2 separate regions of the Sus scrofa genome follow, and region 1 is linked to region 2. Evidence: chromatin contacts called from public HiChIP or PLAC-seq data. All regions are on one chromosome and are shown on one strand. The core of a region is the stretch at or near the end of the contact, and the rest is flanking DNA. Distances in the headings are between cores, read along the strand shown.

The links. HiChIP or PLAC-seq counts read pairs in DNA pulled down with a chosen protein or histone mark.
Region 1: an H3K27ac HiChIP or PLAC-seq map of alveolar macrophages shows a contact between it and region 2. The contact joins the promoter of TXNIP here to the promoter of LOC102162202 in region 2. A contact is called at or near these places in 2 of 2 datasets of contacts at active chromatin or transcription factors (alveolar macrophages and skeletal muscle).

What each region holds. Positions count from the first base shown.
Region 1 is chr4:99,347,151-99,349,850 of Sscrofa11.1, forward strand. TXNIP (thioredoxin interacting protein) reads left to right here and starts at 1,439. Exons shown (of 8, transcript NM_001044614.2): 1 at 1,439-1,950; 2 at 2,464-2,536; 3 at 2,659-2,700. The coding sequence starts at 1,701. LOC106510173 (a long non-coding RNA gene) reads right to left here and starts at 1,207. Exons shown (of 4, transcript XR_002343449.1): 1 at 1,069-1,207; 2 at 111-228.
Region 2 is chr4:99,188,153-99,190,852 of Sscrofa11.1, forward strand. It overlaps LOC102162202 (histone H2B type 2-E), which reads left to right and starts at 1,353. Exons shown (of 1, transcript XM_013997205.2): 1 at 1,353-2,700. The coding sequence starts at 1,449. The coding sequence ends at 1,829. LOC100624086 (histone H2A type 2-A-like) reads right to left here and starts at 1,262. Exons shown (of 1, transcript XM_003355215.5): 1 at 592-1,262. The coding sequence starts at 1,224. The coding sequence ends at 703.

The sequences.
Region 1 (2,700 bases), core at 189-2,688, 160 kb after region 2:
CCGGTTGTTAACCACTGAGCCACGATGGAAACTCCTCTTATTGCATTTTTGAGAAATTGCTTGGGAGTCAGCTCCTAAGGCATCTCATGGCCAGCTAGGGAAAAACCCACCTGTCAGCAAGCCAAATGACAACACAGGATGAGGAGTCAGGTTCTCTTCCAGCTTTAGCATATAGCGTGCCAGTGAACCTTCGGTCTTCTCTTTGCTTTCTTAGCAATTTCTGAACAACTTAGAAAAAAAAAAAAACTTTTCAAAGATAGGAAATGCTTCCTTCAAACAGGACACTTTGGTTACAGACCAGAGAACTTTACTGCTTTTAATTAACTTGAAGGCTGTGAGGAGGGTGGGCAGCAGATTTAGGGATGTACCTTTGATTTAGTAAATTGGAGAGGGAACGAAGGCAAGAAAGAGTTAAAGTTATTCAGAAAAAAAGCGCAGAATGAAGCATCCTTTTTTTTCCCCCTTTCCTGGAGAAGTAGGGAGGGAGAGGTAACCTGAGCCTAGAGAACACAATTTACTAAAGAAGTGATGAGGTAACTGGGAGAACAGAAACAAAGTGTCCCTCAACTTTGCAGGTTAGGGACTGAAGAGATGAGGGCATTAGCAACAGGATGTGGCCGCGCCCTTACTGTTTCCGGTCCAGAGAACAGAGAGAACTGAGTTGGGGGCGCAGGGGCTGAGGAACAGCCCAGCACCAAGCCCTGAGCCCTGGGGGCTGGAAAGGGAGGAAAAAGGCTGGTAGGTCCCACACGCGCGCTTCCCTGTGTGCGCGGAGAAGAGGGTAAAAATTTGTGACAAATTCTCATTTCCTTCTCACATCAGCTTATTTTTTTTGGGGGGGGGGTGTTTTTAATAGAGATGCGGGGCAAGAAGACAAAGGGGCTCGTCCTGAATAATAACAGCAGCACTCCTTGCCCTCCGCCCCAATCCTAAAGTATTCTTGGCGCTCGGGGATTGTTTTTCACACGACTTGCGATTTGTGAGCCGGGAATAAACGGTCGCCTCTAAATTAACTGCACTGGCAATGGCTAGGCACGAAATTCCCTCATAAGCACATTTTCCTTTTACCTCGAAATGTCGCTCCAGCCCAGAAGCATCCTCATTCGCCCTCCCAAGGCCACTGGCCTCGGATAAATTTTAGGGTCTGCGAATGCTTCGTTCCTTTGGGCTCCCGGGAAGCCGCCCACGGCCCCTGCGCCCCCTCCTCCCAGGGCCGCAGCAGTGCACAACAACCATTTTCCCCGCCAGGAGCACACTGTGTCCACGCGCCGCTGCGACTTCGCTGATTGGTCGGGCTCCTGGTAAACATGGAGCGGGCAGCCAATGGGCGGGCTGTGCACGAGGGCTGCACGAGCCTCCGGGCCAGCGCTCGCGTGGCTCTGCCTGCCCGGCTACTATATAGAGCAGTTTATAGCTCTCAGCACAAGCTATCCTTTCCACTCCTCTGGCAGATCGCTGTTAGCTTTCCCGCCGAGATCCGGAGCTCTCCTCCAGCTGTTGGAGGAAAGACAGGAAAGAGCTTATTTTTCTTTTGAAATACCTTGGCACAACCAGCAAGGGAACATCTTGTCGAACATTTAATAGAGAGTTGAAAAGTGAAATAATTTTAATTCATTGCAAAGGGCCCTTTGATTCGGGGTTTTGTTTTTCACTCCTGCCCCCTGCCCCGTTTCTAACTCTCAAGTCAACCGAGCCCAAACATGGTGATGTTCAAGAAGATCAAGTCTTTTGAGGTGGTCTTTAACGACCCCGAAAAGGTGTACGGCTGTGGGGAGAAGGTGGCTGGCCGGGTGATAGTGGAGGTGTGTGAAGTCACTCGAATCAAAGCTGTCAGGATCCTGGCTTGTGGAGTGGCCAAAGTCCTGTGGATGCAGGGATCCCAGCAGTGCAAACAGACCTTGGACTACCTGCGCTATGAAGACACTCTTCTCCTGGACGACCACCCAACAGGTAAGTGACCCAGCTGTTGACTGGAGGGCGAAAGCTGATTTGAGAAGAGAGTTGATACGAATAAATAGAGCCTACACTAAATATTCTAAGTTGCTCAGGTGGTGTGGTTTGAATTTTGTGTCAATTCCTTATCTTTTTGTTTCTTTTTAATTTACAATCCCTGCCCACCCAAAAGGGTGATTTGTACAATTTCTTGTGGTGCTGTGTTCTGGAGATGTTGAAGGATGTTGCCTTACCTATTGAAACATTTCTGTGCATAAGTTGCTTATTCTTTGCTTGCTTCTTGTTTGAGATGATTGTAGCTTAACTGTCCTGGTTGAGCCTGTCAACACTACAGGGCTTTGCAACTTTTTGCCCAACAAAATACATCAGAATCTGTCATTTAGGAACAAAAGGGATGAGAATACGAGTTCTGCAATACTCTTGCGTGATGCCTAAGAATTCCTTATCGGCACAGATGCATTTTAAGTGTAACAGGAAACCTAATGGTTACTTGCTTATCTCTCTTTTCAGGGGAGAATGAGATGGTGATCATGAGACCTGGAAACAAATATGAATACAAGTTTGGCTTTGAGCTTCCTCAGGGGTAGGTATCAGCTAAATGCATCTGTGGACTTATCTGTCTCTAAAAATCTTCCCCTCCTTTGATCACTCACTGTTCTTGGAGAGCATTTTTTTAAGTTAGTTGTTTCCTTTTTCTTTATAAAGGCCTCTGGGAACATCTTTCAAAGGAAAATATGGGTGTGTAGA
Region 2 (2,700 bases), core at 103-2,602:
CGGCCCTTTGGTGCTTTTCGGATCGGAAGGTTATCTGCGCCCTCTCCGGGAGCAAGACTCCACTTCCGAGAGCCTCAGGACCTGTTATCCCCATCCCCGCCGCGAAGGCGCCTCCTCACTCCCCCCACTCCCCTTCCAAAGACGGTGGGCTCAAGCCAAAACCCACGTCCGCTACGCTCCCGAAAACCGTCTTTATCCCCTAACCGACTGGGGTGTACGGGGCGTGCGCGTGTGCGAGGGAACGTCCCCTTGGTGCTAGACCTCAGGTGTTGGGCAGAGGCTTGGGAAGTAACTGCAGTTGCTCACCGGGCATCCGACTTCGAGATAGAGCGTCGCGGCCGCCTGGTACTGCTTACTTTCAGCAGCCGAGTCGACCCTGGCTCGCCCAAGCAAGGTTTGCTACCTCTACCTGCGTTAATTAGATCCTAGGATTTGCCACACTCCCACCCGCACCCGCTTCCCAGCAAAATAACGGCTAAAGCACCTAGTTCCAGAGGCGAGTGAGGAACGGCAGGGAGTAGAGGGCAAACGGCACTCCCTCCGCCCACCTCCGTGCTTACTACCAAGGGTGGAGTTAAGGAGAAAGCTGGCTAGTGTAACAACTCTTTTTTTTATTTGAAAGAGTGGGTGGCTCTGAAAAGAGCCTTTGATTTCACAGGTGCCCCTTCCGGACGGGGCTGGGTGGGCTTCCGGATGCCGGCCTCACTTGCCCTTTGCCTTGTGGTGGCTCTCCGTCTTCTTGGGGAGCAACACGGCCTGGATGTTGGGCAAGACGCCGCCCTGGGCGATGGTGACTTTGCCCAACAGCTTGTTCAGCTCCTCGTCGTTGCGGATAGCCAGCTGCAAGTGGCGGGGGATGATGCGCGTCTTCTTGTTGTCTCGCGCCGCGTTGCCCGCCAGCTCCAGGATTTCCGCGGTCAGGTACTCCAGCACCGCCGCCATGTAGACGGGCGCGCCGGCCCCCACCCGCTCGGCATAGTTGCCTTTGCGCAGCAAGCGGTGCACCCGCCCTACGGGGAACTGCAGACCTGCGCGGGACGAACGGGACTTGGCCTTTGCGCGGGCCTTGCCTCCCTGTTTGCCACGACCAGACATGACAACGACACTCACTGCAACCGGCTCCCGCTTAGGTGACCGAGAAAGTCGCCCTAAACGGCCCCGCTTCACCTTTTTATAGGCAGAGCGGCGATTGGCTACGGAGCACGTTGATTGGCTAGAGCACATCTGTGTCCCGGTGGCCAATAGGATAGCGCAACCAGAATCCACTCATTTACATAACCTCGTCTCCCCTCGCAGCAGAGCCACTGAAAACTCGCGAATCGCAACGCGGCGGAACCCAAGCCTTCATTTGCGTACGGCCTCTATAAGTACCGAGTCGCTTCCGGTAGCCTCCGTGTAGTTGTTGCCTTTGCGTTCCCGGTTGTCCTTTGCAGCTGGTGTCTGCCGTTATGCCTGAGCCCGCCAAGTCCGCCCCGGCGCCCAAGAAGGGCTCGAAGAAAGCCGTCACCAAAGCCCAGAAGAAGGACGGCAAGAAGCGGAAGCGCAGCCGCAAGGAGAGCTATTCCATCTACGTGTACAAGGTGCTGAAGCAGGTGCACCCGGACACGGGCATCTCGTCCAAGGCCATGGGCATCATGAACTCCTTCGTCAACGACATCTTCGAGCGCATCGCGGGCGAAGCGTCCCGCCTGGCTCATTACAACAAGCGCTCGACCATCACGTCCCGGGAGATCCAGACGGCCGTGCGCCTGCTGCTGCCCGGCGAGCTGGCCAAGCACGCCGTGTCCGAGGGCACCAAGGCGGTCACCAAGTACACCAGCTCCAAGTGAGTCCCTGCCGGGATAGTGGCGCTCGCCCGATCGCCGGGTCGCTTGACTCCAAAAGGCTCTTTTCAGAGCCACCCATCTTCTCAATGGAAGAAGCTGTCATCTTGTTTTCGTTTTCATAAGCTGTTCTTTTTGTGCCACGTATAACTTATTGAAGATCTGCGTTTCCCTTCTCATGAATGACCAGCATAGGTCCAAATTTTACAGATAGGTTGAGATCTAGCTAGAGTAAGTGTTCATTCATTTACAGGCAACTTGCTTTTCATCACAGTGAAAAGGTGAGAGATGGGTGGTAATGAATTTTGAGAAAGAATAGTTAACCAGTGTTTACCTTGTAGCTGTTAGATTTGGTCAGTACTTTGTAAAAGCATTTTTGAGTTCAGGAAACCAGATGTAATGTTATTGTAAAAATACAAAGCAATGCTAGAGACCATGCCCCAGCGCTTACAGAAAACCTATAGTGCACTTGGTTATATTGATTCCGTATGTTGACTGAAAACAAACAAAAACCCCATAACTTGAAAGCTGAGAATTATGTTTTATTTGGCATCCTTGCTGAGGACTTAATCTCAGTAGACAGCCGGGAGATAGATTGCTCAAGGGGGAGCCAAGACATATAGGAGTTTTGCAAAAACAAACCAGGTAGTTGAACAAAAGACTAATAATTAAAAAAAGAAAAATCAAGAGTTTAGCACTTTTCTTTGTATGGGAATATACAAGAGTAGGCTGATTGAAATTATTCCTTTGGTATGCACCTTAACTATCTAGGGCCAGTATTCTATTTTTCTCCATCCTGATTCCCCTCAGGGTGCACAGTTGAGTGGCTGCAGTGACTAAGGCCTTGATGGCCACAACATGTTTTATTGACATGGCA